Linked DNA regions of Mus musculus: all the other regions are linked to region 2. The links are chromatin contacts, called in public Hi-C and HiChIP or PLAC-seq maps. All regions are on one chromosome and are shown on one strand. The core of a region is the stretch at or near the end of the contact, and the rest is flanking DNA. Distances in the headings are between cores, read along the strand shown. Region 1 has its middle 55 kb from the start of Gm25388. Region 2 holds the start of Nr4a2 (nuclear receptor subfamily 4, group A, member 2). Region 3 has its middle 170 kb from the start of Gpd2. Region 4 has its middle 200 kb from the start of Gm25388.

Evidence for each region. A called contact is a pair of places that touch in the nucleus more often than the background predicts. HiChIP or PLAC-seq counts read pairs in DNA pulled down with a chosen protein or histone mark.
Region 1: an H3K4me3 HiChIP or PLAC-seq map of embryonic forebrain shows a contact between it and region 2, with 4 times the contacts expected there. The contact joins the enhancer-like site here to the promoter of Nr4a2 in region 2. A contact is called at or near these places in 4 of 39 promoter capture datasets (the HPC-7 cell line, embryonic stem cells and hippocampal neurons), 1 of 484 Hi-C or Micro-C datasets (neural progenitor cells), 8 of 115 datasets of contacts at active chromatin or transcription factors (astrocytes, bone marrow-derived macrophages, embryonic forebrain and 5 more) and 1 of 9 other capture datasets (embryonic stem cells).
Region 3: a Hi-C map of Th1 cells shows a contact between it and region 2, with 4 times the contacts expected there. The contact joins the enhancer-like site here to the promoter of Nr4a2 in region 2. A contact is called at or near these places in 2 of 39 promoter capture datasets (the 3T3-L1 cell line and trophoblast stem cells), 1 of 484 Hi-C or Micro-C datasets (Th1 cells), 12 of 115 datasets of contacts at active chromatin or transcription factors (the 230-238 cell line, bone marrow-derived macrophages, embryonic midbrain and 4 more) and 1 of 9 other capture datasets (liver).
Region 4: a Hi-C map of ventral hippocampal neurons shows a contact between it and region 2, with 1.8 times the contacts expected there. The contact joins the enhancer-like site here to the promoter of Nr4a2 in region 2. A contact is called at or near these places in 1 of 39 promoter capture datasets (hippocampal neurons), 1 of 15 datasets of contacts at CTCF or cohesin (the NIH/3T3 cell line), 2 of 484 Hi-C or Micro-C datasets (cortical neurons and ventral hippocampal neurons), 1 of 115 datasets of contacts at active chromatin or transcription factors (stem cell-derived neural progenitor cells) and 3 of 9 other capture datasets (liver, macrophages and pancreatic islet).

Annotation. Positions count from the first base shown.
Region 1 is chr2:57,595,839-57,601,948 of GRCm38.p6, reverse strand. No RefSeq gene overlaps it. Among named protein-coding and RNA genes, the nearest start is that of Gm25388, 55 kb to the left of the region's middle. Within about 2 kb of position 4,073, at least 16 of the 459 cell types and tissues checked have an H3K27ac peak or open chromatin away from gene starts, as enhancers often do. A contact at or near this core is called in embryonic forebrain and hippocampal neurons, where this site is marked.
Region 2 is chr2:57,111,773-57,117,912 of GRCm38.p6, reverse strand. Nr4a2 (nuclear receptor subfamily 4, group A, member 2) reads left to right here and starts at 2,875. Exons shown (of 8, transcript NM_013613.2): 1 at 2,875-3,195; 2 at 4,841-4,962; 3 at 5,472-6,140. The coding sequence starts at 5,474.
Region 3 is chr2:57,403,399-57,409,195 of GRCm38.p6, reverse strand. No RefSeq gene overlaps it. Among named protein-coding and RNA genes, the nearest start is that of Gpd2, 170 kb to the right of the region's middle. Within about 2 kb of position 1,520, at least 29 of the 459 cell types and tissues checked have an H3K27ac peak or open chromatin away from gene starts, as enhancers often do. A contact at or near this core is called in Th1 cells and memory CD8 T cells, where this site is marked.
Region 4 is chr2:57,449,227-57,455,629 of GRCm38.p6, reverse strand. No RefSeq gene overlaps it. Among named protein-coding and RNA genes, the nearest start is that of Gm25388, 200 kb to the left of the region's middle. Within about 2 kb of position 4,524, at least 9 of the 459 cell types and tissues checked have an H3K27ac peak or open chromatin away from gene starts, as enhancers often do. A contact at or near this core is called in hippocampal neurons and ventral hippocampal neurons, where this site is marked.

The DNA.
Region 1 (6,110 bases), core at 2,824-5,323, 480 kb before region 2:
GGTTGGGGTCCTGGGCTAAACAAAACGGACAAAGATAGACAAGCAGTAGCAACCCAATCTTTGTCTCTCCCTCTCTCCTTCTCTGCGTTCTGACTGTGGTTAGAATTACCCACAGCCCTAAGCTTCTGACACTAGTGCTTTTATTCCCCACTAAGATGGACTGTGCCTTTTGAACTGCAAGCAGACACAGAATCTTCCTTAACCCTCACTTGTCAAGGTGTTTTATCACACAGGACAGGTGACTAATAGAAAGGCTTACTATTTAACACTTTATGCTGTCTTAATAACTGTCGGTGTGTGTGCACAGAGGATGTGACAGAGAGCTTGGAACAGCTATATTCATCACCCAAGGAAAAAAGAAATTGCTACAATAATCCATATGGTCAGGCCAGTAAGATCGTGAGTTGCAGAAGAACAACTTTCTCCACCCAATTAGGGCAATATCACTTCCCTCCAAATATAATTTCCTTTTACCTGGTTCCTTGTCAGGATCTTCCCATACATGTGAGCCTTAGCCTAGAAAAATCCTTTCTCAGTTCTTCCTATACAGGTACCTTCCTACCTCTGGTTTAGAATGCTATAATAGTTCCGCCTTTCTTTTCTTCTGTCAGACTCCCACTTCTCATTGATGCTTAAACACGGAGAAGACTAGAAAACTTCCCCTCTACAACTTTGAGGATCCTGCATTGATCAAAACCTCAATACAAATTTTCACATCTCTACTTACCAAATTTATCCACTGACCTTTACAGTCTCAATTTGTATCCACACCCACACACGCTCGCTCATCATCCTTTTCATCAATTCCTAGAATAGAATTAATGTTTTTCTACCTGAAATCCTCTGCTTCTGTGATTCCGCTCCCCCATCCCCAGAAATCCCTTCCACTCTCCTTTCCCTGACAAATCCCAGTCTGTATCTTGGGACTTGCCACCCATAAGAAGTGTTTCCAGTCCTTCCGGGAAAAATCAGTAATTTTCGAGCAAGAACTGCATGTAATTATTTGTCCTTGGCAATGATCATATTCTCTTAATTTTAAAATCATTTGGATACATAGATCTTAAGTTTCTTAATATTGGGCACTCCATCCAAGGCTCCACAGGATGTGATACTACTTCCTGGATACAATATATGCTTAATAAATATTAGTAACACTACTTGCAGCCTGTCATGCATAGCAAGACATGGTTCATAGTTCCCAGAGTAATACTTCCAAGTTGGGCACTGAACAGCCTCTCTGCTGGATCCCATCTGACCAGTGAGACCAACTGCAAGCCACAAGTAAGATGCAACTATCTAGAAGTAACCCATATGTTCCATAAAGTCTTTATGTAATAGGTAAAATGTTTACCTTTAAAGAAAAGTTTTCTCTATTTGTACAACATGCAATTATATAACAAAAAAAATTGGACTTTAAAACCAAATATTGTTTCAGCAATTCTCTCTTGTTTTGAAGGTTCCCATTTTTTATTGGACATCTCATGTATTTACATTTCAAATGTTATTCCATTTCCTGGTTCCCCCTCTGGAACCTCCCTATCCCATCCCTCCTCCCCCTGCTTCTGTGAGGGTGCTCCCCTTCCCATACACCCACTCCCACCTCACCTCCATGGCATTCTCTTACACTGAAGAATCAAGCCTTCACAGGACCAAGGGTTTCCTCCCGTTTATGCCAGACAATGCCCTCCTCTGCTCCATATGCAGCTGGAGCCATGAATTGCTCCATGTCTGCTCCTTGGTTGGTGATTTAGCCCCTGTGAGCTCTGGTGATTCTGGTTGGTTGATATTGTTGTTCTTCCTATGGGGTTCCAAACCCCTTCACCTCCTTCAGTCCTTTCTCTAACTCTTCCATTGGGGTCCCCTGCTCAGTCCAAGGGTTGGCTGGGAGCAACTGCCTCTGTATTTGTCAGGCTCTGGCAGAGCCTCTCATGAAGTCTCCCATTTTATAATGCTTTTGGCTGATACTCATAAGATGAACTAAAATTGTGCATAATGGAAACCTGGCTTCATAATATAGAGCTGACTGATTTCTATAAAGAGCAGCTGCAATTCAAAACACACTTTAATTCACTTCTGTATGCACTTGAGCACAAACAATGGTGTTGATGCTTAGCATTAAAGAAGGTATATATATATATATATATATATATATATATATATATATATATATATCAGAATTGCAATGAAGAAATGATCCTGTGACCTCCTAGACAAGGACAATTCTAGGTCATACAACTGGGCAAAACAATATTTTAGAATATCCCAAGAATTTTTATTTGACTGGAGGTCAACTTAGAACGCCTTGAACTTTTCCTACTTGTTGGGGAAAAAAAAAATGGTGCAACATTTAAATGCTTCTAGAGTGTCTGCTGTGTGCAGGTAGAACTTTGTGTGCTAAAAATAGAATATAACCAAAGTTACTCATTGTTCATAGGAACGTACTACGCCTCTGTACTATTTAGAGTTATTGTCAAGTTGATCCAAAATGGAGTCATTTGAGAAAGAACCTCAACTGAGAAACATCAGATTGGAGGCAAGGTCGTGGAAGATTTTCTTGATTGATGATTGATGTGGGAGGGCCCGATCCTACTGTGGGTGGCTCCGCTCCAGGTAGATGATCCTGGGAGGTAGCTGGTAGAAGGAGCCAGAAAGCATAATCTCTCCATGGTCTCTGCTTCCAATTCTATCTCCAGGTCTCTCCCCTGATTGAGTTCCTACCTTGGCTTCGCTCAGTGATAGACTATGACCCAAACGTTTACCCCAAATAAATCCTTTCTTCCCCAAGTTTGCTATCTGTCATGGTCTTTATCACGGCAGTAGAAACCTAACTAGGACACCCTCATAAAGATTTGTAAATTTCATTTTGATAAGAAGAAATTTAATAATTACATCTTTGCTGTAGTATGTAGGATAGTTGAAAGGCTCACAGAAGGCCACTTGTGATTTCTACGTCCATTCTTAAGGTCTGATGAAAACGATTCCTGTCTACTAAACAAATTTTAAAACATGCTACTCATGAAAAACAGAGTGCAAATTCTATACATTTCATACAATGATAATTCTACAGAATGACTTTTCTCTTCCTATCAATTTAATTTGAGATGTGCATGTGAACCTCTTATTTTTCAGTGTCAATAGACAATATTCAATTAAAGTCATCTTTCTACCATCGAAGAATGTTTATTTTCTTTGGTTTTTGTCACGGCTCTCAACAGTTAGTGAAAACAACAAACTGTCTCAGTACCAAACATCACTGCTGTGCTTGGCTTATTTAAGGATCAGTGGAACTTGATTAAAAATTTCCTTCAGAATTACCAATTCAGATGAATTGTGCATATTTGAAACGCATGGTAAATATTTCACTATAAAATAAAGAATTATTTCAAATTGCATTTCTCTAATTAAATTCCCTGCTGTATGTTTTATTCGGATGTGTATACAATGCCATTTGTATAGAATGCTGAGCAAAGCCTAACAGTTAATTCGGGGGCTACTGCAGTAAAAGTATGTTATCTTTTATATATATCACAGCATTACTTATTATCTGCTTTACACACAGCATTTTGCCTTTGATTTACGCAAACAACTGTAAATGTTTTATATATTTGTGAGGAAGTGAATGATATTAGACCATCAATCTATGGGGACTGCAAATCAGGAAGAAAAAAAAAAAAAAAGGCCATTACATTTCAGAAGCCGTTAAATCAGTTGTGCCCCCTGGCTGATTTTGTCAGCTATATTTGCTGTGGGTAAAACCGTTGATGCCTGGAATACTGGAGGGGCCCTGAGAGTCCTAGAGAGTAAATAGCAGCGAGTTGTAAACTACACCACGCATCTCACACTTACTGCACGAGCCCGGCTTACACTTTCCTCCGAATAAATCCAGCAGCTTTAAAAAGAGCAAGAGAGAGAAATAAAGGAGAGGGGAGGGGAAAACAAGGCAGAACCCATGCCTTCTGTCACTGCCTCCAGCTTCAGCCCTCAGCAGCCTGCCAACAGGACACTGTTCTGCCAGTTGTAAATTTTAATTGGCCATCTGGGGAAAGCACAAACCACTGACTAGAGATTAATCAGCAAATTAACCCAGGCATAATACACATTTCCCAGTGGACCTGAAGCTGCTGTAGGCTTGAGCGGAGCAGCCTGGGATGCTGGAGAACCTGTGTAGGATGCTGTTATTGCTTACTGCATTCGGTAGAACATCTTTCCAGCATTCTGAAATTCCCTTCTGTGTGACCTTGCCTGTGCCCCTGATTTGTATGGAAGTTGCAAAGAGCTCCCCACCCCATCTCTCTCTCTCTCTCTCTCTCTCTCTCTCTCTCTCTCTCTCTTTCCTCTCTCTCTTCCTCTCCCTCCTCCCCCTCCTCCTCTTCATCCTACTCCTCCTCCCCCTCCTCCTCCAGCTCCCTTCTCCCCCTCTTCCTCCTCCTCCCCTTCTACTCTTCATCCTCACCCTCCCCCTCCTCCTCCCCTTCCTCCTCCCCCCCTCCTCTTCCTTTACCCCCTTACCCCAAGCCCCCTCTCTGAAGTGCCAAATGCACATGACTCAGGTACTGTGATTTCCAGGAAAGTGCTGATGAATCAGTGAAAGTGACAACTTTTCTCTGGCGCTATTTGCTCCATTTGCTAAAGTACCTACAGGAAGAAACAAGAGTGAAGCTGATTTTTATCCACTCTGTGAATCATTGGAGAATAGCATTTATGTAGCCAATTCCTTGTGCTACATAGAATATATTCTGGAACCTGTACTGGAAAAGAAGGGTTTCAAGATAATAAAGCCCCCCTCTTTAAATCTAGCTCATAGAAAATGATTTATGCCAAGCGTTCATTTATATACAATATGGGACCTCAACTTTTCAACAAAATAGTCTGCTAATTAGCTTAGGGATGCTCTGTAAACTGAGATGGAGAGAGGCTAAACAGTAAGGAAATGATCTTACAGTAACAAACCCTGAAAAGTAACAGTGGAGTATGGTAGGATTGAGGACAGTGATTCTGAAATACAACCAAGGAAGAATAAAGGAATTACATTGCCAGAGCCTTTGAAGTGTAAAAGTGGGAAGGTCCTGTTTATTAGTCTAAGGAAGGGTGTTGAAAACACAGGCCAATCAGAAGATAAAGCTGTCCTATAACAAACACTGAATGAACTTACTGGAAGGAAAGCAAGGTGATGTGGCCAGGACAAACCACAAAGAAAATAGATATTTCTACTGCTGATAGATTCTTCAAAATCTACCAATTTACCTAGAAGTGCAAGAGAAGAGACTCAATGTTTTCTAGTGAAAGTGGGAGTGTGCAAATTTAATATCAGCAGTTAGTGTCACATCATCAGACAAATGCACTGTTGCCTTTTCCTGTCCAGAGTCCATGTGCCATGAACCATATACCATGTGATCAGCATCAGACACTCACAAGGTACCATTTCACATATGGATGAGGGAGCTATGACACCACAAAGATCCTGACCAAAACATAAATAAGTGTGACCAACTAGATTATTCCACAGGCAATATGGAACCTTGGGAGACTGAGTCTGTAGGGGGCGGGGGGAAGACAAAATGGAGCAGCAGTGACTTGAGATTGTAGGCAAACCTGGGGATGATCTGAGTTTGTGTACAAGTCAGGGAAGAAATCAGATTGTGTGAAAGGCTGCGAAGGGTCTCAGATGATTGCATGCAAGCCCGGGAAGCCTGTGTATTCAAAGAGAAGAGCAGAGCCTTGTGCTAGGTAACACTGGAAAAACAGGGCTAGAAAGCAGCCTTTCATCCCATTTCCATCTGATGTAAAGCTTGCTTTAGCTTTTTCTCCTAACATCTGATCTTCTAAGTTCTGTGCAAGCTCATATGGCATTCTGACCGTTGCAACCAAAAGAACTGTGGCTAGAACAACCATGAACGGTAACAGTGCCATCATAACCTGAGACAACAAATACATTTAGTAACTTTTCTTCTACCCACTCAGAAACAGTGCAGGCTTTAGGAACCCTGAATGTGATGTTCACTTTCAGGGATGCAGGTGCTGGAGTGCTATTTCATAAGGCTCTACTCTGTCCCTCCACTAAATCCTGCACACCTGTTTCATGTGCCTCTGGCAAAACAGACAGTCTCTTT
Region 2 (6,140 bases), core at 1,626-4,125:
GCCTGCAGACTTTTCTCCCGAGGCTTAGTTAGCCTAAGTAGTAAATAGCTAAGTGTGTGTGTGTGTGTGTGTGTGTGTGTGTGTGTGAAGCACGCGTGCTTGTGTGTTTGTGTGGGAGATTGTCTCTTGAACATTGTGGAGTCAGGCCCCCTACTGACAAGATCAGTCAATTGCAGACCTTGTCTTTGCTCCTGCAGCTTCGTCCCTTCCAATCAAGTGTGTGTGTGTGTGGGGGGGGGGGGGGGGCGGGGGAACGGGACAGCGGACTGAGGTTTTGATCATGGCCCTTTTAAACTTTCCGATGTGTGCACCTAGAGCACATGCCAGACTCCAACCGTAGAATAGTCCCAGCCAAGAATTACTTTAAATGAGTTTATGAATCTTTCCTCAGTCGTAGTAACATCCAGGGAAGCTGAACGCAAATTTGAAAAGAGGGAAAACTCACACTTGGATGAAAAAAAGTCTTCACTTCCTCTCATTTACATATTATAATTACCCTATTCTCACTTACTATTGTAGTAAACTGCTAAGACCTCTGCCTTTTGATCTTGGGTATAACAAGCCTTGAGCAAAGGCTTTTCTTATCAGGAAACCAAGCACTGGAGGTTGCTAAAGAAAAACCCTCGTTACTGTGCTTGCTCCTTGGTGTTCAGTATAAGAACTCCAGGCCCTCTTTCCTCACTCTAGGAGAGCATTTTTAAAATGTCCCCAGACTCAACTCAACCTAAACTGAATGTGTTTTTAATGACTCGGGGAGAGAAGCTTGCAGAGGGCAACATATCTACTTAGCCGCTTTTGTGTAGGGAGGTCTGTGGCTACGACCTTAAACTCCTGATACCCGCTCTCCTGGAACTGTATTAAAAAATAATAACTTCCACCCCAGTGTCGCTAAGCTTGGGTTTCCGACTGTCTGAAGATAGCTGCCGGGAACCTGGCCCACCGCGAGGATCAAGGAAAGCTCCTGGTGACCGCACCCTGCTCCCTCACGGAAGGGGAAGGGAACCCGGGAGGGCGCCTGTGAGCTGGAGTTGCTTCTATTTTGGGCCCAGCCTGGCCGGTGCGTCAATGCCTGCGCCCCTGCGTCACCGCCACCCCCACCCCTTCCTTCTCCATTGCTCTCCAAACTCTCACTTTTTCCCTTTCGTTCGCGTGGAATCGCTCCTGCCCACGGGGCGCTGACGCTGCCGAGCTCACACTAATAAGTTGTTCTTCACCCTGCCCCCCTCTTGCACCCCCACTTCCTGGATTTTTTTTTTTTTTTTTTTCCTCGCGCCCATTAGGGCACCGCTGAGCCGTAGCGGCAGCAGCTGGAGAGGCAGCCGCAACATCTGGGGGAAACTTAAGGTGGTCACGTAGGTTTCCCGGAGGCCGATGCACAGTGGAGCCCGCGGCTTGTCTGGGCAGCCGCAGGGCACCCGATGGCAACGCCTCTGCAGCCACAGGCTCGCTCAGCTTGGAGCTGGCAAAGGCGGAGGTGCAGGCTAGGAATGAGCAACCCCACAACCCCGAGAGTTCCGCGGTGTTCTCCCGGGGTGTTAGGATCACCGAGAGGGGGCCGAGGTGTATATTGCACACACACACACACACACACACACACACACACGCACGCGCACACACACACACACACACACACACACACACACACACACACACACACACCGCTCGCCCGGGTAGCTTGGGAGCGAGCCAACGCTCGGGAGAAGGGGAGGAGGAGCGCTGTCCTGGGAGAAGAAGGGGACCCTACAAAGTCGCTCTCCCTTGGCCTCAGTCCCTTCCTGGTCTTGAGAGAAACCCGAAGAGGCCTGTCTGGCCAGCTTCACGGGGGTACTGGGAGTAGGGTTAGCCCTCTGGAGGATCTGCGATTCCTTTGCTAGAAAGATCCACGCGCTTGGGAGGAGGGGGAGCGGATTGTCTTGCAGAGCGGAGCTGGAGGCGATTGAGAGGAACGCGGGGGTAGGGCACGCTCCCACAGTTCACCCGGACCCTGGGCTGGGGCAATGGGCACATACTCTCCGTTTTGGGCGAGACCCACCCCGCCTCGAGCTCCACTCCCCTTGCTGCTTCTCCCTCCATGCTTTCTTCTTGGTTGCAGGCACGACAGCCCCTGCGTTTCAGAAACCTGTGAAAGGGACTGAAGGGCTTGGTGGGCACAGCGAAATGTCAACTCTGTCAAGAGTTGACCGAGGGGCTTGGGGGCGATGGTTCAGATCACCTCTGGGCTGGAGGCGCACCTGTTGCCGGATCCTTTAATGTATTGTCTGCGAGAGAAAGCTGGCAACAGTTCACTCCTACTTGTGGGGTCCTCTAAGACTTGGCTCACTGTCTACCCTCCTTCCTCCCACATTGCTTTAGATAGTACGTCTTTTTAGTTTCTGTAAAGAAGGGGAAAGGGCCTGACCTCTCATCCTTCGAAGCGGGAGGAAGAGTGGGTTTTTAAAAAGGGAGAAGGGGGATGCACGGACTAGGGGAATCCCATCTAACGCCCAAGTCTTTGGAGAGTTACGAGCCACGGGACAACTGTCTCCACTTCTGCTAAAGGGTGTGAGGAGGGTATGTTGGGGAGCTGCAAGGCACACCTCTGCCCTCTCGGCCCAGGTGCTAGCTACCTGGCCCACGCGAGTGTTCTTTTCCGTTCAAGCTTTTGTTGCACCCTCCCCACGTGTGAGGACGCAAGGTCTGGGGCGGGGGAGGGGCAGGTGGAGCGTAGCATCACCACGGACTTCACGGACCTGGGTTGCAGAAGTCACACTTCTTTCGGAAAAAAAAAAAATCCACCCAAGTGGGCTACCAAGGTGAACCGTTCCCACCTTAAAATCAGCCCCAGTCGTGACGTCAGGTCGGAAATATACCAAAGCGAGCGCGGGCCAGGAGTCCGGGGAGCGCGGCGGCTCGGCGATTGGACCGCGGGCCGCTGACGCGGGCTGACGCGCGCAGACTTTAGGTGCATGTTGGCAGCAGCAGCTCGAGCCACATAAACAAAGGCACATTGGCGGCCAGGGCCAGTCCGCCCCGCGGCTCCGCACAGCTCCGCGTCCCTCTCTCCGGCCCCGCTGGCTGCCTCCCTCTCCTGCGGCCGGGCTGGCTGCGTGTGGCTCTCCGCGCCCCGCTTCCGCAGCGCTCCCGCGGACCCGGGCTCCTCTGCTCCCGGAGGGAACTGCACTTCGGCGGAGTTGAATGAATGAAGAGAGCGGACAAGTGAGTAGCTGCGGCGGGGCCGCCCGCGGTCACGCGTCCTCCCGGTCTCCGCGTACCAGGGAACGGGTTCTCTGCAAGTGGTCGCCCGAGCCGCGGAGCGCGAAGGGGCTGGGGAAGGGGGATGGCGAGTGGGCGCGCGCAGCTCCGCCGAGCCTCTGCTGGAACTCCGGTGCTAGCGTAAAGGGGGGGGAGTTGGCTGCCGGCAGAGGTTTCCAGGCTTCTCATTGGTGGATGTGGCAAGGGGACTCCCACAGTTTTAGGAGAAGCGGACTTGCCGGTGGAGATGTGCGCAAAGTTTGCTCTTGGTGTGAAATTGATTGTGGCTTGAGGAGGCTCCATCTCGCGAACATGTGGGAAACAGTCCGGGAGAGAAAGTTTACGTGTTGCTTGGGAACAGTGTCGCTCGGCTCGCCCGCTGGTGGAGGTTTCCCGGATATCGTCGAGTAAGGGTAGTGTCGGTAGAGGGTCCTGTAGCGAAGTTGCCTGAAATGACTGGTTTTGATATATGTTGTCCTTGGATAGTGTGTCAGTGTGTGCGTGAGGTAAAGAATACGGTTATGAAACTGTGACATAGCCACGGGTTAATATCCAGAACAGACATATTTTCAAGGGCGGCGGCGGATGGGGGTGGGGAGATAAAGCAAAAGTCCTCTGGTTTGTCTTGTTAACCTTCTCCGCTCCTTGAAGCAAAGCAAGATTGTGGAAGAAGTGGGGGGGGGGGCGGAGAGGGGAGGGAGCAAAGGAGAGGGTGTTCAGGTTTCTTTACTTTATCAACAAGATCGTCTATGCTCTAGAATGCCTTGCAAGTGGGAACATCTGAAAAAAAAAATAGCTAGGACACAAGAATGCCTTGTCCCAGCAAGTAGGCAGCCTGTGGAAAGCATTGTGGAGAAGGTGTCCAGTTTGCTGTGCTGAGAAGTGCTTCTAACTTTGGTGCCAATATCATATGCGTAATATTTCTTTCCCTCTGCAGTTGACCCAAGATACTCCTGGTAAAGTAGAGATCTCTCTCATCACCTCTGGGCCATTAAAGATGTTGAAAATCCAGTTCTCTGGAGGAACACCAATTCGCTTGTCCCTTAAGATCCTGTGTTGAACCAAAAGCAATTACTAAAGCTACACACTTGCTCCCACATTGGCTGTTTGGTTGTCCAGGCCTTGCTAACGTTTCCTAAGGGTTGGATCTGTATTTTTTTTTTCACGGTTTACTCTCGAGTTCTTTTAACTTTCTTTCTCCTTCTAAGAGAAAAGTCCACTGGACTCTAAGAGAGATATTAAGAGGAAGCTTTGATGCTGTGTTTTTCCTTTACCCAGACTTCTTAGGTTTGACATAAAGTAGAATGACAAAGGCCCTTCCATCTACAGCAAAGGGGCCAATTCATTATATTGATCAGTATCTGGTAGACTCATGGGATAATTTCCCCACAGGATGCTTTCTCTGCAGGGATTTACACTGGGAGATGAGCGGCATTATCTGCTGTTTAGCCACCTTGTCTCTGCACATTTCATTTTAAGATGCTGTTGGGTAAAGTCTTCACACTCATTTCCAAGGAAGCACTTGAAGGGCCTGCTGAGTGAGTCTGCATCTGCCCAGCCCAAGTCTCGGTGGGAAGACATCCTGAAACTTCCTGTGTCTGTATTTCAGGGAGATCTGACGGGCTGGATTCCCAATAGCTCTTTTTTAAAATCTTGGAAACTTTGTCCTTCGCTGAATTACGACACTGTCCACCTTTAATTTCCTCGAAAACTCCAATAACTCTGCTGAAGGTCAGTGAGCTTTATCTTTCATTACCTTTCCTGAGTTCCCCCATACCCTCAGAAAAACAAAACAAAACAGGGCAACAGGATCTTTCCAGGCCAACCCTGTGCCTTATAGTCACAGAGGACAACTTTCTTATTGTGCAATTCAACTTCATTTCTAGAGCATGGCTTCTAGAAATCCTGTCGACCCTGAGCTTCAAAGAAGAAGCTCATCAGAGTGGGACTGTCTGCGGGAAGGGGGTGGAGCGCGGGGGGGGGGCGTTTGGAAATGAGTGTAGACCCTCAACAGCTTTCCAGCTCTGGGTCGTCCCGGGATCAGCCCTTTCCTTTCTTCATCGCTGTTCCACCTCTTTTGCCCTTCCCCCTGCATCCCTAAACCCCCATCCTCTCCCCGCCTCCCTCCACCCCCAACCCCGACGCCGCGGGCTGCCGGTGTAGCCCCGGGTGTAGACCGAGCCCGGAAGAAAGTGTTCAGTTGACCAGGCTGAGTGTATATCACCCTGTTTCGTTTCCAGCCATGCCTTGTGTTCAGGCGCAGTATGGGTCCTCGCCTCAAGGAGCCAGCCCCGCTTCTCAGAGCTACAGTTACCACTCTTCGGGAGAATACAGCTCCGATTTCTTAACTCCAGAGTTTGTCAAGTTTAGCATGGACCTCACCAACACTGAAATTACTGCCACCACTTCTCTCCCCAGCTTCAGTACCTTTATGGACAACTACAGCACAGGCTACGACGTCAAGCCACCTTGCTTGTACCAAATGCCCCTGTCCGGACAGCAGTCCTCCATTAAGGTAGAAGACATTCAGATGCACAACTACCAGCAACACAGCCACCTGCCCCCTCAGTCCGAGGAGATGATGCCACACAGCGGGTCGGTTTACTACAAGCCCTCTTCGCCCCCGACACCCAGCACCCCGAGCTTCCAGGTGCAGCATAGCCCGATGTGGGACGATCCGGGCTCCCTTCACAACTTCCACCAGAACTACGTGGCCACTACGCATATGATCGAGCAGAGGAAGACACCTGTCTCCCGCCTGTCACTCTTCTCCTTTAAGCAGTCGCCCCCGGGCACTCCTGTGTCTAGCTGCCAGATGCGCTTCGACGGGCCTCTGCACGTCCCCATGAACCCGGAGCCCGCGGGCAGCCACCACGTAGTGGATGGGCAGACCTTCGCCGTGCCCAACC
Region 3 (5,797 bases), core at 271-2,770, 290 kb before region 2:
TATAAACCACTCACACTCTAACAAATCACATTACACCACACAAACCACACAGTCGTGCTTACATGGCCACTGGCCTCCATGGATGTGGAGAGCAGAGCCACATTGTCCACATCTTAGTTCATGAGAAACACCACACACTTCAGGCTGAGCCCACCCCTGTCCAGCTCCCGTATTGAACATGGAGACTCCGCCTCCAAAGCTGAGTGCACACATGAGAAGTGGAGTCATATTGGCCAGAGCACTGAAAAATAGATCTTAGAAGATGACAGGATCTTTGGTTTGGGAAACAGAGCAGTAAACAACCACAAAAATAGGTCATGGCCTTAGTCCCTTCGTGTTGCTGTTACAAAACATGAGAGAGCAGGTAAATGTTAAAGCACAAGCTTTTATTTTTCGTAGTTCTACTGGCCTGGGATTCCACAATCAAGGTGCCAGCATTTAGCCTGGCTAATGCTCTCAGCCATACCGTCAAGAAAGAGCAAAAGGGAAGCTAGCCGATAGCTCAGTGTCACCTGAAGCCTCTCTTGAAAATGTTCCACTTTCATTCATGTGGCCTAATCAGGTCATAGATGCTATCCTCTCATGCTGTCACATTGGCAGCACCTGAATTTTGGAGGAGACACAGTGAATCATATCCAAATTAAGGTCATACTTACCATTTGCTCTCAGATTAAGATGACACAGTTTTCAAGATATACAAGCCGAAGGAAAAAAGAGTAGCCAAGGTTGACTGCATGCCAGCTTAGGAGCTAGCTGCTTGCCCCTCATCTTCCTACAGCAATTTCAGGAGGTAAAGAAAACACTATCCTCCAGCTTGTAGACAGAAGAACTAATTCTCAGAGAGATTAATCCACTTGCCTAAGATTGCATAACTCAGTAAATTGCAGTAAACACCTTAAAGCCAAGTTTGACTGACTCTAAGTTCTGCACGCTTTCTACAACTGTGATGCCTCTCTAAGTAACCTGTAATGACGAATACTTTTCTCTAGGATGTCAACTTTGATCGGCAGAATATGAGTTTTGAGCAAAAAGAGAATGATGGTGGGTGCCAATAGTTAGGGGTTTGGTGAACAGGACTATGTGCTAAATGCTTGTCACCCTGCGATTAGCCTGGTCTCCTACTATGCCAGATAAAGGACCCAAAAACTTGAGGAATAGAGTCACTTCCCATGCACCCAAGGCATGAGGGAGCACAGTTAAGGCTGCCATTTACACCCAAAGTCTGAGCAGGAACCTTCTTCCATAGCCAAGTGATGATGGTAATAAGGAATGAGCTGATTTGCATTCTGTCAACTTCACCGTGTGTCTGGTAGTCGCTTCCACCTACACACCAAGTTAGCATACTGCCTGTCACCAGGGTATGAAGGCAGTCTTATGATGTCACTCTTAGGATTTCAACAGAGTTTTCTTAACTGTAGCTGAATCATGTTGCCAGGATCTAGCACTCAGATACAGAGATGCTGAGAGAAAAAGTGAGTGCACTCACTCACAGTCAGTCCTTCTCCTCTCCCTAGGGCACCAACCACAGTTGCTCATGTTCAAAGACAGATTTGAGGCTGGTTGTGAATGTGGCTCTGCTACAGCGATGGCATTAGCACAAATACATGTGTTTTTATTGTTTCACTTTCTGTTTCTCTGTGTCATATCTTTCAGAGAGCTAATCTGTGAACCCGGATCAGTGGGGGTCCTTTGTTTATTCTAATGTATTTAAAAACATCCACTTTTCTTTTTTTCATCTGTAATACACATATGTAATATGTATATGTAACATACATATATACATATAAGTACATGTATGTGTATTTACATGTATATGTATATACACATATATATTCATATTTGATATCCATTTTTAGATTATTTTATTATTATTATTATTATTATTTTATGTTCATTGGTGTTTTGACTGAAAGTATGTCTGTGTGAAGGTTCCATACTCCTGGAACTGGAGTGACAGGCAATTGTGAACTCCATGTGTGTCTGGGAACTGAACCTGGGTCCTCTGGAAGAGCAGAAAGTGCTCTTAACCACTGAGGCATCTCTCCAGCCCCATTTTCAGCCCATTCCATCTTGTCTCACATTTCCATAACAAAAAGTACATTCTGTTCTTCTTTCAGGGCTACAGGTAGGTCCCCAGCTTTGTGGGACACATTAATCCAGGGAACTGACTCTAACACTTATGATGAGACACAAGTTTGTCTCAGAGCTTCAACAATTGTTGGTCCCCTGAGACTATCTACTTATTTTATAACATTTCTTTCCAACAATGTGAATGCCAGTTCATCTTCTGAAGTGCTAATTATAATCAAATCCATTGTCTGAAATGGCTGAGGCAATTATATGTATATGTATAAATGCACACAAACACACACCAATTATTGTTTACATATGTCATTGATGGATTTTCTCCTCTGCAAACATCCATAACTGTTCATTTATTTCCACAAGTTGACAGGATAGGACGAGGAACAGTGGGTTGGTCGGGACTTCTTTTTCCCAATAGTGAGATTTGGGAAGTTCCGTTTTCTAATTTACGGCCTTATTCCAGGAGGCATTGCTTCCTGTCCATGGTACTGCCTATCAGGCCCCAAAAGGAGGTACTATCATGACTGATGAATTGAACCACGCTGTCACTTGAATGTAAAAGTGACAGCAGGAAACTACCAATCAGCTCCCGAGAACCAGAGGGAGTAAGCAGGGTACACCTGTAATTAGAAATAATGTCATATATTATGTCCTTCTGAAACTACTACAAATAGGAAAAGGAAGCCATTTCCTCCAAGTGGTTGATATAGTATTCTCTAAGATCCTTTAGGACAGATTCTAATCTGTGTGGACAACCTAGAATGTTCCAGGATAGGAGCTTGTCCTAATTTATTATGAGGTTGCTCAATATACAGTCAGATCAGGTAGGATTTTGCTTTTGTTTTTGGTATTTGTCTTTTACTTTGAGATAAGGTCACTTTTTACCCAGGCTGGATGCCAACCATAAGGCTGGCCTTAAACTCCTGCTCCTCACATCTCCTGGGACTATGGGCAGGTACTATCACCTAACTAGAGCAAATGCATTTTAATATTAAGAGAAATGATTAATTGTTTTAAAAAAAACCACTATCCTTTAGAACAGAAGCTTTCAAATATTTTCCTCTGGTATTGCCAAATTAATGTTATTTAATTATACACATCATAGAACATTTATGATATATAATATAGTTCCATATGATTAATTGCAAAAGATGCTATTTCTGGCATGTTATAAATATTGATAGTATAGAAATAAAATGTTGCACAATTCTTTGAGTGTGTTTAATGTAATAAAAATACCATAATAATTTGAAATACTTGTGATCCTTTTTGAAAAAGAGAAATTATGTAATTCCCTTTTGCTCTTGAAATACTTTTTTCTGCTTCTATTGAAAGTGCCTTATATAATGTCACATCATAAATATAGTTAAAATATTTCTTCTGATTTTAGTTGTTACTTTGTCACTTAATAAACAAATTAATAAAACTTCAAAATATAATAATTGATATGTGTTCATCTTAATGATAAAATAATAATGCAAATATCTCTCTTAGGCTATAGTTCTTAGGATATGATGTCTCTGTCAAAGGAATTCTCAGCTTGCCTCTGGTTCAGTATGAAAGGATCTGTTCTTAGGTCTCTTCCTCCATGAAGGTTCAGGTGGTGTCAGCTTCCCTTTGGAGAGTGTAGAAAGGGTAAAACCGGTAAGAGAAAGATGTCAGGCCAGCAAGGCCCAGGGCAGATGTAAAGTGAGAACAAACTGAATATTAAGACCTGAAAATTGATCCTGTTAAAATATTTACGGTCATGGTCCCCCTGGGATATCTTCTATATCTTCAATTTATGACCACTGCTTTCAAATGTTGGTGGCTCTTCTCCAGAAAGTTTTCTCCCCAGCACTGGCTAGGAGGAGGCTGTGAAACTGGAGGCCATCTTCCTCTTTTAAAAAAATGACTTATTTAGTTTTTGAAATTATAATTATATCATTTTTCCCTTCCTTTTCCTATCTCCAAAGCCTCCCATTTAACCCCCCCTCCGTTGCTCTCTTTCAAATTCATGATCTGCTTCAATTGGAATGACATACATATGTGTGCAATAATGTATATGTATGTTAGAAAGAAATGTATTTATCTATAGAGAGATTTAAAGACATGAATACAGCATGCTCAGTCTGAATAGTATTTGTGTATGCTAGTGTTTTCAGTGCTGACCATTTGGTATTGGATAAGCAATTGGAATGCTCTGGGGGAGACAACTTCTCCCACTCTCAGCACTCAGATGAAGTCCCACTAACATGCTCTCGGTAGAATCTGACCAAAGAGTAGCAATAGACTTGCTGACATGGATGGGGAAATCCCATAAAGCCTCAAAAGGCCTCAGCAGTAGACAAAGAACAACAGGTAACTGTCGTATTTTATTGACATACATCTATTTGAATTAGAGGAAGCAAGAAATGTTTTTCTCTCTGTTGTTACTATCATTCTACGTTATTAATATAAGACCACACACCTTGTCGAAATGAGGTGATGGGTGAATAACTATTTCAGAGATAATTCCATCATTTGAAAACTTCCCATCATGGCAATGAACACAGTACAAAAAACAGCTACAACAGCAAGAAATCAAGATGTGAAAAGAATTCTTTGGATTTGTGAAAGAAGAAACAGGTGGATATGTAATATATTTAGAATTACTTGTCTGCTCTGTCAAATGTGTATCATATATTCACACTCACACACGCACGCACGTGCGCACACACACACACACCTTGAATTTGATAGGCCCGTGCCAAGCAAAATGAAAAAGTCAGAAAATAACAAGGCAGAGATTATAGCAAGGTTTCACTTGGGGGAGGGGAGAGTAGCTACCACAGAATAATAGGTTTTAAATTGGAGGTCTTTACTTAGAACCCTTAGGAAGTAAAGCAGGCCAAAAAGAGGAAGAGAGAGGGAGGGAGGGAGGGAGGGAGGGAGGGAGGGAGGAGAGAGGGAGAGGGAGAGGGAGAGGGAGAGGGAGAGGGAGAGGGAGAGGGAGAGGGAGAGGGAGAGGGAGAGGGAGAGGGAGAGGGAGAGGGAGAGGGAGAGGGAGAGGGAGGGGGAGGGGGAGGGGGAGGGAGAGGGAGAGAGAGAGAGAGAGAGAGAGAGAGAGAGAGAGAGAGAGAGAGAGAGAGAGAGAGGAGAGAAAATTGCACTAGGGTTATATTACTTTAAAGGACAATCTCGTTTCTCTCTCAAAAATTGCTGTATTTTTTGGAAGATGACTTAGACAATAGATGTCATCACTTAAGGGCCATTCTCAATAAAAGAATACTCAGGAATTCTGAGATTTATGGCACTTAAAATGTTTAGGCCAGTTTGACAGAAAATGGCCCAGTTTTGATCAATTTGCTTAAAGAAACTAAAAGTTCAGAAATGTAAATGAAGAAATTGAACAACTAGTTCTTAGCTGGTGCTTTTCTCTTCCTAATAAGAATACCTTTTGAAAACATTGCTTTGGAAAGAAAAAAAAATAGATTAAAGGTTTATTGATTCTAAATCTTGAACAGTCACTTGGTGAGTTCAAAAAAGGCTTAGGAGAAGGAAATAATTGTGTCCTTCTTATCATTTCAGTTTACCATCACTAATATAGAATTCTCTTAATGGCGGTAGCATATACTAAAATCATGGTTGGTCTGCAGTCATGTTTCTCAGTGTCAAGAAATAATATGTGGCCTTGTTAACTGTTATTTGCTTGCTTGTTTGTTTGTTTTTGTCTACTTGTCCCAAGCTGTAG
Region 4 (6,403 bases), core at 3,275-5,774, 340 kb before region 2:
TTGAGGGACATCTGGGTTTTTTCCAGCTTCTGGCTATTATAAATAAGGCTGCTATGAACATAGTGAAACATGTGTCCTTATTACCTGTTGGAACATCTTCTGGGTATATGCCCAGGAGAGGTATTGCTGGATCTTCCGGTAGTACTAAATCCAATTTTCTGAGGAACCGCCAAACTGATTTCCAGAGTGGTTGTACAACCTTGCAATCCCACCAGCAATGGAGGAGTGTTCCTCTTTCTCCACATTCTCACCAGCATCTGCTGTCACCTGAATTTTTGATCTTAGCCATTCTGACTGGGGTGAGGTGGAATCTCAGGGTTGTTTTGATTTGCATTTTCCTGATGATTAAGGATGTTGAACATTGTTTCAGGTGCTTCTCACCCATTCGGCATTCCTCAGTTGAGAATTCTTTGTTTAGCTCTGTACCCCATTTTTAAATAGGGTTATTTGATTTTCTGGAGTCCACCTTATTGAGTTCTTTATATATATTGGATATTAGTCCCCTATCTAATTTAGGATTGGTAAAGATCCTTTCTCAATCTGTTGGTGGCCTTTTTGTCTTATTGACAGTGTCTTTTGCCTTACAGAAACTTTGCAATTTTATGAGGTCTCATTTGTCAATTCTCCATCTTACAGCACAGGCCATTGCTGTTCTGTTCAGGAATTTTTCCCCTGTGCCCATATCTTCAAGGCTTTCCCCACTTTCTCCTCTATAAATTTCAGTGTCTCTGGTTTTATGTGGTACATTGACTCTTTTAAGGAGACATAAAGATATCATTTAAACGTGAAAGATAAAGGATCCAAAATGATCGTCAATTTAGATTGCTCTATTTTCTTTAAAGAACATTATGCAATTGACATGGTAGTGCAGGCCTACTATACTCCAGAACTCAGGAGACTAAGACAGGAGGATGAGGAGAAACAGGCCAGCCTGAGCACACAGTGAGGTCCTATCTAAATAACCCAAAGCAACTAAAACAGAGAAAAGCAAAAACTACCTCTGTGAGGCTTACTCAGCTCATGGATTATACATGTATGTTACTACACTTCATGCTGGATTATGACAAGGAATTCTATGAATGCTCGTCAGTGTGAGCTTCAAAGGGCAAAACTGGATAGACTGGTTTGGCTTAGTGTTTTAAATAAACAGTAATAAAAACCACAACCTTGAGCAGTAGGACTGTGGACAAGAAGAATTTAGATCTGGCTCAGTTAAGCACAAACAGAGTGATCTGACCTTGATACCATCTGGGTTGCAGCAGGGTCCCAGACTGTCTCCCCAAGAGTGACCTCACCCTTCCCAAGAGCGCATCGGTGCTAAGTATCTGGTTGTACTTCCAGGGCTTACAGCTTCAATGGATGTTCCCAAATCACCACAACTCTAACTTTGGTCCTGCCTGGTCCGTCACAAAGCTTGCCAAGGTGGAAATAGAGTTCAAATGAGAGTTGGTACTGAGAAAGTGGAAGTGGCTCTTGGCTTAGTCTGCGCTCCAGGAGGTTACTAGGGCCAAAGGCTAGTGGAACTGTGGGTAGAGGTGCCAGAGACAGCCCAGCAAGAGCCAAGGCACAGGCAGCAGGAGTAACCCCAGCTATGGCCATGTGCCACAGGGCAAGCTGTTTAATTCAGATGGATAAACTCTGCCCACAGCTGCTGTCACCACATCTGACATTTTTGTCCTGGTTCTTCATTGTATCTCAGTGTGGCCTTTTCCTTGTTAGTAAAGAATAGTGTGTGTGTGTGTGTGTGTGTGTGTGTGTGTGTGTGTGTGTGTGTGTGTGATTTTATGTGTATGGATGCTTTAGTTGCATGTGTTTCTATGCACTACATGCGTACTTGGTGATGTCAGAGGCCAAAAGAGGACACCATACTTCCTAGGACTGCAGTTACAGACAGTGTGAGGCACCATGTGGGTGCTAGGAATGAAAGTCAGGTAGTACACAAGAACACTGTGTGTCCTGAACTGCTCAGCCATCTCTTCAGCTGACAGCATTTTGTTTTGTTTTGTTTTGTTTAATCTGTACCATGAGAATAACTTTATACTTGTTAAATAGTTATGGATTTTAAAGGAAACACTGTATATGAAGTTAATAGTTATTAGTTAAGAAGGGGTGTCCATTTGCATCTTTCAAGGGGTCAAGCTGAGATTGTGAGAAATTGCTATAGTCTAGAACCTGTTTGCATACTTATTCTGCAGGCTTGGTCATTTACCTTCCCCAAACCCCAGGCTTTCCACTGGAAAACTGAATATCCTTTATGCCTTAGCAGGGTGTCAAATTAAAAGCATTACCTGCAGGAACCACATAAAAATGATTATCAAGTCTCTAGAACATTCCTCCTCATAGGGCAACTGTTCTTTTCATTAGAATGATGCCTCTGCTCATTCCATTGCTATTTGGTGAATTCCAAGATGCTATATTTAAATTACACATACAAAACACATTTCATAAAGGTTCCTGTTGACAGAAGGAGGTTCCGATGAAGTCCTGTAAGTTGACAGATATTAAGCAAATCTGCTCTTTTAGAATCACCTATGATCCTCAGTGTTGCAGCAATTGCATGCAAATACAGTTGCTAAAATAATGAACACTAGCCTCATCTCCAGAATGACCATTAAAACAATGGGATTCTATAGAAGTACAGCTGTATGACAAACATGTGGACTCTGTGATCATAAGCTGTATAAATGACTACTTTTGCTAACCATTCACCCACTGTCTCGCCATTGCTCCACAAATGCATCCTGTGATGGTTTGAATAAGCATCTCCCCAGAGACTCATGTATTTACAGACTTAGTCCCCAGTTGGTAAACTGCTTGGAAAGTTTAAGAAGTGTGTCCTTGTTGGAGGAAGTGTGGTATTCTTGGAGGGGGTGTGTTGCTCCAGGAACTCTCCTGCCTGAGGATCAGGATATAAAGCTCTCAGCTATCTATATATAAAGCTCAGAACTATCTGTTGCTGCCATGATTCCCAACATGATGAAAATGAACCTTACCTTCTGAAACTATAAGCAAGCTCCCGATTCATTATTAAGGGTTGCCTTGGTCATGATGTCTTTTCACAGTAATAGAACTATGACCAAGACAGATCTTCAGCCCTGACACAAAACATCCTTCCTGGCTCCCTAGAGCCAGCATTACCAGTCATTTCACTTTCTTCATAATAGAGGAACACACAAATATAAATTGAGACCCTCATTTCACTGAACTTGCTTTTACACTGGCTCACACATTGTGTGTTTCAGAGCTCTGAAACGTTGCTTCTCTTCAATTTCCAGGCACATATGTCAATAATCCATTTGTGTGTGTGTGTGTATATATATATGTACATATACATATATATATACAAATACATATATGTAAATATATGTGTAAATACATGTTTGCATGTGTATATAAACATATGTGTACATACACATGTATACACTCATACACATATGCATAGTCTATTAAAATCCAAGTTGATTTTGGTTTTCTATGTGTAATAACTGCCAAAAAAATAAAAAAGCAGAAGAAAAGTTCTCAAAAAGGCAGGATGGCAAGAAACGGCACACAAAGAGTAACAATTTATCAGGTTGAATTGTGGCCAAAATGTTGGTGTCCAGTATCTTGATCTTATTATTTATCACACAGCTTGGCCAGAAAACCCGGGGTGAGCAAGATAGGGAGGGAATGAATGGCCCTCCTGGTGTGGCAGACAAAGCCAGTCCTTGACTGAACTGTACCTGATTGCCCACTGAGCCTCGCACCTGTGCCTTCTCCCACCCCTTTTGAAATCTCTTTGGTCCTGAGGGTTGAACAGTGATCATCTTGGAAACCATATCCAAATTGAGATCAGAAGAGAGACAAAAGCTAAATTTATCCCGACACTTTCTTCATTCCAGGCTTCTACTTTCCTGTGACGCACAAATGTCATTTTCAATAAAGGAAAAAAAGCTATTTTCAATAATGAGAAATGGATTTCCCTGCCTACCAGTACCAGGACAACTGCATCCCACAGAAGTATTGCTTATGGAACCACAGGCAGGAAGGCAGATGTCATTGTGTCCTCTCATCTGCGCTTATTTTTCACAGAGATTTCTCAGCAAAGGAAGAAAACAGGAGCGGGGGAAGAAGACAGCAGCCCTGATTGGGAGCAATTACACAAAGTCTTCCAAGAAGTGTTGGCTTTTCCTTGAAAATAAGGCAAATGCCTGCCTGTGGAATCATCGCTATGACTCTATATTTCAATCCAATTTCTATCAGGCAAGACTTTAAAAAAAGAAAAAGAATCAATTCTAGCTCAGCAAGAAATATGTTCAAATAATCAAAGCGAGTTAATGCTTTTCATTGACTTGATGTGGCATTGCTTGGCTTTATAGCCATTAAATCACATTGGTTTTTTTCTTGCTTTATTTTGGTTTTGGTTTTGGTTTTGGTTTTGGTTTTGGTTTTGGTTTTGGTTTTGGTTTTGGTTTTGGTTTTGGTTTTTTTCTGAGTTAGGCTCTCATTATATACTCAGGCTGACTTTAAGCTCTATCCTCTGGCTCAGCCTTCCAAGTAGTATGAGGCACCACTAAATGTCCCTATGTATACCACACTCTTGCATCTAGCAAAAACAAACTAACAAAGTCACCAGTCAACTCTAAGTGAAAACATCATATTCAGATATAAGCCCTTTTAACCCAAATCTGAAGCCCTGACGGCAGATAGACAAGTGAACCACACATTTGTGAACATATACTATAGGTGTTGACATGCCTCTGGTGAAGAGATAAGAAGGCTAAAATTTGGTACCCAGAAGCTAGGACTGTTCCACAGTCCTCTGTGCACAGGTCCTGCCAGGGGAGAGCTGGTCTCCTGGGAGTGCTCTGACTCCTGGGCTTGGAGGTGAGATCGCCATTATCTCTCTGGTGACTGTCCAAGGTGGGTCTGACCAGGAGTGCACAGGGCACAGGAACTGCAGAGCAGCTGGGACAGAGTTGTTCAGGTCACCATCTGCACCTGGAATCTGGGGCCGTTCCACAGCCCTCTGTGTACAAGTCCTGCCAGGGGATAGCTGTCCTCCCAGGGGTGTTGACACAGGCTTACAGGCCCACAGGAGGGACAAACTCTAGCCACAGACAGCAAGACCAGCTAACACCAGAGATAACCAGTTGTTGAAAAGCAAGTGCAAGAAACTTACCAACAGAAAACAAGGTTACATGGCATCATCAGAATCCAGTTCTCCCATAACAGCAAGTCCTGCATAACCCAACATACTAGAAAAGCAACATTTGTATTTAAAATCACATCTCATGTTGCAGATAGAAGACTTCAAGAAGGTCATAAATAACTCCCTTGAAGAAATACAGGAGAACACAAGTAAATAGGTAGAAGCCCTTAAAGAGGAAACACAAAAATCCCTTATAGAATTAGAGGAAAACAAAACAAAAAGACAAAGGAATTGAACAAAACCATCCAGGATCTAAAAATGGAAGTAGAAATAATAAAGAAATCAGAAAGGGAGACAACACTGGAAATAGAAAACCTAGGAAAGAGATCAGGAGTCATAGATTCAAGCATAACCAAGAGAATAAAAGAGAAGAGAGAAACTCAGGTGCAAAAGATACCATAGAAAACATCGACATAACAATCAAAGAAAATGCAAAAAGAAAAAAGGTCCTAACCACATCCAGGAAATCCAGAACACAATGAGAAGACCAAACCCAAGGATAATTGGAACAGAAGAGAGCAAATATTACCAACTTAAAGTGCCAGTAAATATCTTCAACAAAATTTTAGAAGAAAGCTTCCGTAACCTAAAGAGAGAGATGCCCAGGAACATACAAGAATCCTACAGAACTCCAAATATACTGTAACAGAAAAGAAATTTCTCCCATCACATAAGAATCAAAACAAAAAAAATGGACTAAACAAAGAAAGAATACTAAAAGCAGTAACAGAAAAAGGTCAAGTAACATATAAAGGCAGACCTATCAGAATTACACGAGAGTTCTCACCAGAGACTATTAAAGCAAGAAGATCCTGGACAGAAGTCATACAGTCTCTAAGAGAACACAAATGCCAGCCCAAGCTACTATACCCTGAAAACTCTCAATTGCCACAGATGAAGAAAGCAAGATATTCCATGACAAAACCAAACTCACACGATGTCTTTCCATGAATCCATGCCCTTCAAAGGATAATAAATGGGAAACTCCAAATAAAAGTAGGGGAACTACACCCTAGAAAATGCAAGAAAGTAATCTTTCAACAAACCTAAAAGAAGATAGCCACATGAACAGAATTCCACCTCTAACAACAAAAATAACAGGAATTAACAATCACTTTTCCCTAATATCTCTTAACATGAATGGATTCAATTCACCAAAAGACACAGACTAACACAACGGAGAAGTAAACAAGACCCAACATTTTGCTGCAT